Regions from separate parts of the Xenopus laevis genome. Here region 2 is linked to region 1. A link is a contact called in public Hi-C data. All regions are on one chromosome and are shown on one strand. The core of a region is the stretch at or near the end of the contact, and the rest is flanking DNA. Distances in the headings are between cores, read along the strand shown.

Evidence for each region. Hi-C and Micro-C count contacts between places; a contact is called where the count stands out from the background.
Region 2: a Hi-C map of the XL177 cell line shows a contact between it and region 1, with 2.0 times the contacts expected there. The contact joins two enhancer-like sites. A contact is called at or near these places in 2 of 4 Hi-C or Micro-C datasets (the XL177 cell line and the XTC cell line).

The regions. Positions count from the first base shown.
Region 1 is chr6L:138,063,116-138,068,805 of Xenopus_laevis_v10.1, reverse strand. No RefSeq gene overlaps it. Among protein-coding and RNA genes, the nearest start is that of LOC108719340, 29 kb to the left of the region's middle. Within about 2 kb of position 3,040, at least 1 of the 7 cell types and tissues checked has an H3K27ac peak or open chromatin away from gene starts, as enhancers often do.
Region 2 is chr6L:138,121,422-138,127,111 of Xenopus_laevis_v10.1, reverse strand. No RefSeq gene overlaps it. Among protein-coding and RNA genes, the nearest start is that of fbxo43.L, 14 kb to the left of the region's middle. Within about 2 kb of position 3,346, at least 2 of the 7 cell types and tissues checked have an H3K27ac peak or open chromatin away from gene starts, as enhancers often do.

The DNA of each region.
Region 1 (5,690 bases), core at 1,791-4,290:
TGTGACTTTATGGAGAAGCATTTTCAGATGGTGCCATCCTTCCTTAGAAAGGAAGTGTTAAGCTACGATTAATACCTACATGTAATAGGAGAAAGCTGCTGCATGGAAAAATACCAACTCAATCCACCAGGTATGTGTTACTATCCTAAACTTATAGTATGCTAAAGGGAATCGACTCTTGAAATAGAATGTACCAAATGAAAGACTGTAAATATATACCATCTATGATGCGTGTGTAGCACTCCTTTAGATTGCCATGCTCACTTGTTATTTTGTTCAGAGTATCTGCCTTGCAGTGATGTGTGGATATCACAAAAAATGCATGGGTTTACCCGCAGTTGGGGCGAGTTCAGGCCACTACAGGTGGGTCTAACAGTTCATACTGGCAAGCAACTTCTGGTGATATTTCCAGTCTTTGCCAGCCCCTGATGGCATCACCTCACATATCCCACCCCCTCCAGGGATTTGTCCACCATGAACTTATCGAAGGGGTGCAGATTGGGCTTTGGTTTAAATAGTGCTGCCAAATGTTGGGTTTGATTCGATGCTGGTTGAGTAGTCATGGGTTAAGGTTTTAATACACTTTAATACACTAATGATATGCATATGTGTCACTATTTAAGCACTTACACAGGTATGCACTAATTACTCTGATGAAGTGTCAGGTTCTCTGACACGAAACGCGTTAGATGTGATCCCCCTCCTTAGCAGTTTTTAATGCGCTCAATAAAGCCATTACAATGATATTAATTTGCCAGACTCCGTGATTGCTTTGAACAGCGCTCGGCAAACGGTAACAGAAGTGTGCATTGGAAGCCGGCTAGAAGGAGCCGAACTATCGCGAGAGCTGCGGCTTAGCAGGAGCTGGCGTGCAAGGGAAGCGCTCCGCCATCAGCCACATCGCAATCTTTCAACTATGGGTTAAGGTTTGGCATGGAGAATTTCTGGCATTACTGTTGCCAATTGCAATCTACTTCTCAATTCATAATAAATATGATATGGGCATGCTTTGCAGATTCCATAGACATCTCTTAATGTAATCAGGTACAGCATGTCTCATTGGGGTCAAGACAAAATGGTCTTCTTCCCAAGGTGACTATGGTGATCAGGCAGGCTTCACAACACCATGGGTTGGAATGAGGACTCATCTTTGTCCCTACAGAGATACCAAACAAAGCAGAGAAATGCTGCACCAACACAAAACAAGTAGCATAGAGGGTGGGAGAGGTATCCACAATCTGCCTGCACCTGCATTATGGCATTCTAGCTCTCCTGCTATTAGTTATCCTTTATTCCTGGTATATATTTGTTTTTTTGCATCTTTTTGTGCAATACATTAGACAGCTTGGGTCTTTTACCATATAATCACCAGATTTAATGCCCTAAACAAATTACAACCTGACCTACTGTAAATTAGGAAGCCTCCACACCCAGTATTTACAAAATATCCTTAGAGTCAATAACCCTATACAACTGATGAATGCAAGACAATCCTCTTGGTCAGGGTGAAATAAGGTGACGGAGCTTGTGAGATGGCAGCCTTCTGTCCAAGTGTTTTATTGGGTCAAGGGAGATTGTTATATCATGGAATAGGAATGTTTGTGAGCTAGCTGCTGAAAGGCTTCTGGTTATACTGTATATTTGTCTGCCTGCATATATGTAGCAAACAGCAGCAAAGTAACAAAGGCAGCTATGGTCTAATGTGAGAAGGACAAATAGGAAGTGGGAGTTGGGTGTCAAACGGAGACCCAGCAGCAGAACTAGAAATTCCTCTGCCCCACCAGCGAAATTGGAGATCTGTTTCACACGTTTATATTGAAAGAATGGATCAGCAAAGACCTCCTTCAGGCCCTCTGTTATTCTATTCCTCTATCTCAGTATCCATTGGGTCATGCCTGTGTATCATTCCTGTATAGGAGATCATTTATTGCAGGACATAAAGTTTTCTTCAAGATAATTCCTGAATAATCATTCTACTTATTTAAAAGTGTCAGATAATATTAGGGATGCGCGGAATCCAGGATTCAGTTTGGGATTTGGCCAGGATTTGTCCTTTTTTCAGCAGGATTTGGATTCAGCCAAATCCTTGTGTTCAGCCAAACTGAATCCGAATCCTAATTTGCATGTGCAAACAGGCCCAGATTTGAGGAATGGCCACAAAGACCCATGCCTAAATCGGTAGAATTTTAGGGGGACAGCATGCTATCCAACCACACCTGCATTGCTTCTGAAGCCCTGGGGATTCAAAGAAAATTTCCTGTGCACCAACCCCCAGTTCTCTGGACCCATTGATGAAAATTTTCTCATGTGCACAAATGAAGGGGAGGGGACAGGGGTGATGAATGGCAGCGGACCTTGGGGCGCCGCTATGTAAATCTGGCCCTGTGTGCAAATTAGAGAAGGGAGGGGAAATCATATAACCTTTTTGTCCCTAAACAAGGAAGTAAAGAATGTTTTTTCCACTTTTTCCCTTCCCGTCTGTAATTTGCATATGAAATTAGGATTCGGAGTCGTTTCACTATTCAGTCTAATCTTCCGGGTTTATGGGCCGGCGTGATGACGTCCTCGCGCAACGGTGCGAAATTCAAACTATTTAAAGGGGCCTTGTAGCTAAACACATTGCCCGTTGTTAGGTTCAAATTAGCTTGTTCCTAGGTGCCTTGTCCTGTGTATCCTGCCTGTTATTTCTGGTTTTGACCCTTGCTGCCCTGTAACTGCTCTGACCTCTCCAATCCGACCTTTGCCTGTCCACTGACTATCCTTCACTCTGCAATCCTGATTCCGGCCTGTCTGACTATTCTCTGCTTGTGCTGACCCGGCCTGCCTGTTGCTAAGTGGTGTTCTTCCTTCCAGTATCCTGGTGAGATGATCGTGCCCCTTTGCTCGTCCACAACCATTAGCTTTGCTCCTCTCTCAAATAAGACCTGGCAGCATCCAATTAGCCGGGGACTCCTCCCGAGGTGAAGGCAGTAGTGAGAGCCAAGACCAGGGAGCTTAGCTTGGGTTCTGGATTTAGGGTGCCGTTCGTGACACCCAGTCAACCTGGCCGGCCATGTCACGCCTTGCCCCCCGCGCAGCTGTGCACAAACAAGCATGGAGAGTCCTGAATCAACTGCTTTGACGTCAGGTTGTGGTACCTGGCACTTAACCTTTTTCAGGTGTAGGCTGCTTATGAGGTATGTGCCTGGCACCCAAGGCACGTGCCTCCTCTGCCCACCATAAGGCCCTGGTAGAGCCTTATGGTTAAGAATCCTTGCTTTATAGGGAATCAAGGAAAGCAGCATTGTTCTACAATGGAAATAGTTTTAAGTGTAATTTGGTCATTTTTTAAAACAGAGCTACTTTATTTTAAAGAAGCACACAGCCAGTCAAAATATTTGTTCTGGGATCAGCCAAAGCACCTTTGTATGTAGCTGTTCAAGAAAGATGCTGGAACAAGCCTCACTTCAAATTAGAATTGCACAAAGGCCCCTCAGTAGCAGCAAGGCCTATGTGTCGGTACGGTATGCATATCCAATTGCTGAGACAAGGGGCTAACTCTAAACAGCTGGCCAGTATTGCTTGTGCCTGTACAGGGTCCATATTGTTCTGAGAAAACAGTGGGAGGCTGGAGTTCTGTGAAGCTCTGAGACAGAAATAAAAGAGCTGCTTTTAAAGCTCCAGTATCAAACTATTAGTGTCAGTTAAGGTAGTAAGTATATCTCATGCACGTGTGCCCCTGCTAAGAGGCTAAGAGGTAAATCCCTGCTATAAGGGGCTTGTGACGTGGCATAGCTTTGCTGCTATAAGCTATAAGGCCTAGTGTTTCCCAAAGTGTTCTGTGCTGGGCTTATGTGCACCTTTTGGCAAGCAACCCAGTTTGGATCAGCAGCAAAGACAAGAATGCTCAACTAGTTTGCTGTCACAGGTTGGGCCATCTTTACTTTATACACCAAGGTGCTGCAGTTAACAGGGGTGTTCACCTTTGAGTTAACTTTTAGTATGATGTAGAGAGTGATATTTTGAGACAATTGGCTTTATTTTTTCTTATATGTGGTTTTTGAATTATTTAGCTTTTTATTCAGCAGCTCTTCAGATTGCAGTTTTAGCAGCCAGGTTGCTGGGGTCCAAATTACCCTAGCAACCATGCACCAATCTGGACAAGAAACTGGAATATGAATTGGAGAGGGCCTTAATAGAAAGGAGCAATAAATAATAAAGAGCATTTGTTTTTGTAGATGGGGTCAGTGACCCCCATTTCAAATGGAAAGGGTCAGAAGAAGAAGGCAAATAAAACAATAATTAAAAAAAGTAAATTAAATTAAAAAACTATAAATAATGAAGACCAATTGGAATGTTGCTTAGAATTGGCCACTCTATAACTTACTATCATTTACTTGTAGTATAGTGAATATGTAGTGAATAAGTGTGCTTCTATAAAGAAAAAATTAAACAGGTACTAATTGCATAGAGCTAACACTAGTAGCCAAAGCGGAAGCTCTGTCATATCTAAATTAACTTTTATTATAATGTAGAGAGTAATATTCTAAGACAATATGCAATTGGTTTTAATTTTTTAATTATTTGTGGTTTTTAAGTTATTTTAATCAAATGACCCTAGCAACCAGGCATTGCTTTGAATAAGAGACTGGAATATGAAGAGGAGAGGCCTGAATAGAAAGATGAGTAATAAAAAGAGCAATAACAATAATTTATTTATTTATGCCAAAAACTAGAAAAATTTGAATATAAAATACAAATTTTTAGTGGAAAAAAACTTGATTTTTTTGGAATTTATTAAACCCCGAGGATGTCAAAAGTCCAAATAAAAAAGCACTCCAACTCAGACCTGCAGAGTAGTGATGTGTGGGACGACCCGATACCCGTGGGTTTACTCGGCGGGTCGACCTCGCAGTGCTCCTCGCCACTTTCAAATACCTGCATCCGACTTCCGGTTATATAGTCTCGAGTCTGCTCGCCCCTCCCCTTTTGTGACGTCATTGTGACGCCATCGGCAGGGTGGGTCGACTCGGGTCTATAAAAGGACCTCGGAAGTGCGGGTGCGGGCGCGGGTTGTAGCAGGGCGGGTTAGGGTCGGGTGATGTGCAGGTTGGGAAACCTTGACCCGCACATCACTACTGCAGAGTTCATGTAGAAGTCAATGGGAGAAGTTCCGAAGATATCCTGATCTGTGCTGGGTTTCGTGAAATAATCCAAAGATTTCGTGGTTTTCAGACGAAAGTCTGAAAAATTCATAAGATTCGATTTTTCACATTTTTTTCCAGTTTTTTCCCCCACACAGAAAATATTTGGAAAAATATATTGATAAATAAGGGTAAAAAACCTGTGCAGATTTGGTCGGAGTGGTTTTCCGAAAATACTCAGATATTTTCAGATTTTGGTAAATAACCCCCTAAATGTCTTACGGAGCATCTGTTTTTAGATGAGGTCAGCGACTTCCATTTCAAAGCTGGAAAGAGTCAGAACAAGAAGTCAAATGACTAAATTGAAAACTATACAAAAGAAAACAAGAAGACCAATTGAAAAGTTGCTTAGAATTAGCCATTGTATAACATACTAAAAATTGTATAACATATTAAACATCTGTGATTTTTAAAGCTATAAAGCTGTCATCTCCTCTTCCTTTGATATGAAGAATTCTTGCTTTCAATCAACAGGATAGGATTACAGAGAGAAAATGTTTATTCCTG
Region 2 (5,690 bases), core at 2,097-4,596, 58 kb before region 1:
GAGGAATACTGCTTGCACTAGTCACTTGCTGGGCACAATGTTACCAGTAGATGTCACCAGAGTAGTATTTAAACAGCTTCTCTTGAAGGTGGGTTATAAAACCGGAAAAACAAGTATAATAAAATTTACCGGTTGAAACAAAACCAAACCTTTTTGTTTTCAGTTCAGCTAAGTAACAATATTAATAGTTTTAATATCTATCTATGGAAATATTGTGTTTATACAGCACTGACAAATTCCTCAGTGCTTTACACACATTATACATCATTCAAATCAGCTTACAATCTAAGATCCCAGTCACATTAACACACGGTAGGGTCATTTTCATCAGAAGCCTTTATAAGACAATTGTCAGTAATATGGAGGAAAGAAGAACAAGTTACTCTTCTCATTAGTGGGTTGGTTACGACTTCTGATCTGCCCATCATCCAGCTTGGGGCATTAAAGTTATTTTATTATGATTTTTATGATGTCCTTTTTATTTCTAAATTACACTATTTACACAGCAAATAATTCACTCTACAATAGAAAATGTAATTCCTAAACCAGCAACTATATTTTTTTTAGTTGTAATATTGTTGCCATTTTGCCTGGTCATGTGCTTTCAGAAAGAGCCAGCACTTTAGGATGGAACTGCTTTCTGACAGGCTGTTGTTTCTCCTACTCAATGTAACTGAATGGGTCGCAGTGGGACTGGATTTTACTATTGAGTGTTGTTCTTATATCTACCAGGCAGCTGTTATGTTGTGTTAGGGAGCTGCTATCTGGTTACCTTCCCATTGTTCTATTGTTAGGCTGCTGGGGGGAAAGGGAGGGGGTGATATCACTCCAACTTGCAGTACAGCAGTAAAGAGTGACTGAAGTTTATCAGAGCACGTCACCAGGCCCGGATTGTGGCGAGGCCACATAGGCCCAGGTCTAGGGCGACACATTTTTGGGGGCGGCATGCCGCCCAGCCGCCTGTGCTCCCCAGTGCTTCAGTGCTCGCATGCTGGCGCTGAACGTCACATGACCGGGGGCAGCTGGGAAACTGACAGTATGTCTAGCCCCATGTCAGATTTCAAAATTAAATATAAAAAAATATGTTAGCTCTTTTGAGAAATGGATTTCAGTGCAGAATTCTGCTGGAGCAGCACTATTAACTGAAAAAAATATTTTTCCCATGACAGTATCCCTTTAAAGTTATACGGTAGAGTATTTAATTTAACCTTCTGCAAAAGTATCTAAGAAATGTGCATGCATGTGTTCAGCACTAACTGTAGCAGAGATGATATGCTTATGCTACTTAAAAAAAACACATTTGTCCCAAATACACTGCTTTTGTATGAAGTCCTGAGCTAGCACGTGCACTGAGATCAGAGAAGGGTTGTTTGATCGCTACCTGCACCCTATCACCTGGAACATCTTGTTTCCCTCCTGTAGGGAAAAACATTCCTCAGTTGTTTTCAGACCTGCATTCAACACCCAAGGGTCAGTTCTGGGAACTCGCTGCTGCAGATAATCAGTCACACACGTTGCACACTCTTGCTCCAGTTGATTCCCTTTCACTTTTATATTGCACAGTTTATTGGATTTTAGGCTGCGGCCACAATGAGCTGATTCTCAGCCCATGGATAAATGTAGGTAGAGAATCAGTCCCTACTCTGGAATCCGCACTCTTCTGTGCAGGGAGCCACTGAATCGACTAACTTTTAGTATGTTATAAAATGGCTTATTCTAAGCAACTTTTCAATCGGTCTTCATTTTTATTTTGTATAATTTTTTAAAATTAATTGCATTCTTTTGCTTTTCTGGCTTTCAGATGGGGGGGGAGGGGTGTCACTGCGACACCAGAGGCCCACCAAAAAACCTTAAACCAGGGACCCACTCTCAGTACTATACTCAACCTCTTTTCTCCTAGTCTCTTTTCTTTACATACTATAATCTATCATTCCATCTATTTAGCCTCTTTGTTCTATTAGAAACAGGGAATGCCATGAAATTGGCCAAATATTTAGCAGCATGATGGTCCACTAACACCTGGGCCCACCGGGAGTTTTCCTGGTATCTAGATGGGTTAGTCCGACACTGTACGCAGGTATTAGCCTCCTCTCCTGCCGTACCAGAAGTGTTGTGTCAGCTCAGGTTTTGGCACACAGCTGATGTTGGCAGCGCCGATCCTGTGGTAATTGTAGTCTGAGGTGGCTCCAGTAATGCCGCCCCTCCCCCAGCCCGATTACATTTCCAGGTGGGGAAGCAGCAATGCTAGTGCAGAGAGCGCAATTGCGCTCTCTCGCCCTAGTAAAGACGAATTTCCGATTTAAAAAAACGTAAATTCGGCTCTTAAAGGCACCAGGAGCGGCTTTTTGCCACCCCTGGAAACCTGCTGTCTGAGGCCTCAGCTCGCCTCATTGGTGGATCGCCCCTGGATGTTGGCTAAGAAACGCAAGAGTTTTCATTCTTGCACTGAAATCAGGCGAGTATGCCTGCACATGAGCCAACACAACACTTCTGGGTGCAGTAGGGTTGTCACCTCTTTGCCCTGTGGAATCCGGGCAGGGGGCTGGGCCGTGATCGACAGGGGCAGGATGGTGACACTATGGGGTGGGGCCATGACATCACGGGTTGGGCTATGACATGCGACCACCGATAGTCCAGTCACCACAATCCTGCCCGGTTTTCCTAATTTGGAAAACAGGGCAGGCAGTTTTGACCCGGGCGGCCCTTCAAAAAACCAGGCTGTCCAGTCAAAAACCAGGCAAGTGGCAACCCTAGGGTGCAGGCAGGACAGTAGGCTGATTTTCGGCCTTCATATTTCGAAAGGCTGATCTCAGCACCTGTGTGGCCTTAGACTTAGGGCTCATATTCACAGGCGTTTTCCCCTGAGTTTGGCGCTTGGATGCTCTTGTATGAGTACAGACCCACAAGGAAGAACTGCCTGTGTTTTGTTCTACACTCCCCTGCGGTGGAAGTAACGCAGGAAATCTAACCTCATTAGAGCACAGGAAATGCCCATGAGTACGAGCCCTTAGACATGTCCATTATCCATGATAAACATTTTTTTTTATCATAGATAATGTCAGGTCTGTGCTGTCTAGCAAGCCTTGCACTCTGAACTTGTAAATACATTATACTTGCCCTTCTGTCCTTCTGTAAAGCCAAGCTTACATATTCATGATAATTTGGTCAAAGCAGATTTTACATAGGTAAAGTAGGCAGTAATGAAGCTTCCACACATAGTTAAATGAAGATATATAGAAAAACCTATGTATAGTACTGTTACGTAGCAGGGTATAGTCTTGCTTATTAGTAGGCGTTTAGAGGGCTCTGAGTTCCCCAGGCACAGGGGTCCTGTTACCGCTCAAAACACGAGTTCATAATACACGTGCGGCCACTATGCAAATCTTGTCCTGCTCACTGGATGGAGCAGTAAATCATCAGCTCTTCCGGGCAGATCCTCCTCTTTCACTTGCTTTAATGGGACTTTTTCTGTCACTCTTGGGCCTGTGCCAGCATTGCTGCAAGATTTTAACTACTCAGGCAAAATGAAGGGACACGCTCATAACATTCCCTTTCAGTCTTAAAGGGGAAGGAAACCTAGTCGGCACAAACCCCCCACCCCCCCTCCCTTTTGTTGCACAGTAGGATAATTTCGCCGGTACGGATCTACTGCGCATGCACCAAAAGTCACGCGCATGTGCAGTAGATCCGTACCGGCAAAATGATCCTACTGCGCATGCGCTGTTCAAAGCAGGAAGAAGATCGCGTGGAAGAAGATGTCGTCTGTGAACTCCCTGGACTGGACCTGCGCAGAAGGGTAAGTAACAAGTTAGGGGCATTTGCCCAGCGGGACGGGTAGGCCAGGGGGGAGGAGGGAGGGTGGGCAACAAACGGGAGGGGGGGTGGGGGGATTGCGCCGACTAGGTTTCCTTCCCCTTTAAACCTACTTATGTGCAAAGAAACAGAATCTCATTTTGTTCCAGTTTGGATGATAATTAGATAGTGACCTCTTCTTGCACTGATTTATTTTCTTATTACCGCATCTTTTAGCTCCAACTGTTATCACATGAATTAAAGGGGTGGTTGACCTTTAAGTTAACATTTAGTATGTTATAGAATGGCTAATTCTAAGCAACTTTTCAACTGGTCTTCCTTTTTTTTTGATAGTTTATGAATTATTTCTATTTCTATGCGTAGAAGTTGTGCTGATCCAAAGTCAGGCAATACTATGCATACCTTCAAAGATCTAGAAAGTACCAAATGCTCTCTAAAGGTGGCCATAGACGTGCAGATTTACCTTTACATCGGACGAACGATCGTTCGGTGCCATCTTCCAACCTGCCACTAACCATTCAGATCAAATAAATAGTAAAAGAACAGATCAAACTGTTCTGCCCCCTGCAATCATATGAAAGTTATGTCCGACAAAAGCTGGTAACAGTTTCCCACTGATAATGTCAGATCAGCAATACATGCAGGGATATAATCGTTAGCCGACAGAAATTTTCTAAAATGTTGGGACACTCCACACACGGTCCAAAAAAACGTACGAATCGAATATTCGTACGATCAAATCTTTGCGCCAATGGCCAGCTTTAGGCTACACATGTATTTTTAATTTATTATTTTTTCACATTTTTATTGCTACTTTTTATTACTCATCTTTCTATTCAGGCCCTCTTCAATTCATATTCCAGTCTCTTGTTCAAATCAATGCATGGTTGCTAGAGTCATTTGGACCTTAGCAACCAGATCGCTGAAACTGCAAACTGGAGAGCAGCTGGATAAAAAGCTAAATAACTCAAAAAACACAAATAATAAAAAATGGAAACCAATTGCAAATTGTTTCAGAATATCACTCTCGACGTCATACTTAAAGTTCAGTTAAAGGTGAACAACCCTTTTAAATTTATTATTTGCAATATTCCCCTGCAGGGTTAGATACAGAGAATAAGGGTCCCAGACCAACCAACATGAGACAAATTTAAAAGAAAACAGAAGCAGTAGCAGAAGTAATTATGATCCCGGTCTACTTTCACTATACGTCGGTAACAACATACACATGCTCAGATTTTTGCACATACTCAATGGGCTCCTGCAATCCTACATTCCTCGCTGCAAAACTGAGATGTCATAGCCCAATCTAAGGATCCGCCATAGGTAGACCCATTGCCTAGGCATGCCCATTCATATATTCAATATTCATATATAGGGTAGATCTATAATAATATATCAGTGCTGTGCTGTCAACCTCAGCCGTTAACATGAGTGAGATCATAGGAATGCTAGGGACCACAATATTATCTTGGAGGGCCACATAAAGCTATATAAATACATGTTAATAAAATAATAATAAAGCCCATGTGTCTTAGTCTAAGGCAGCCCTACATCACACATAGTGGAGGAATAAGACCACAAAGGGCCCTAATGTAGGCTTATATTTGGATCCTAGTATCCCAGAAAAATTAGAGACTACATGATCACACAGTAAGTGCTTTTGCACCCCTCAGCTCTCTTGCACTTCTGCCCAGGGGTAAATTACCCCTTAAATCAGATTGGGTACATTGCCAATATGCTGAGAGAAGTCGCCAAATGTAGCGCAAAATGGTGCTGGTTGTCCTGATCCATTACAAGATGCTGCTGGATGTGAGGAGCTACATGCAGCTTCTGGGAGGTAGAAGTTGTGCTGATCCAATGTCAAGCAATACTAT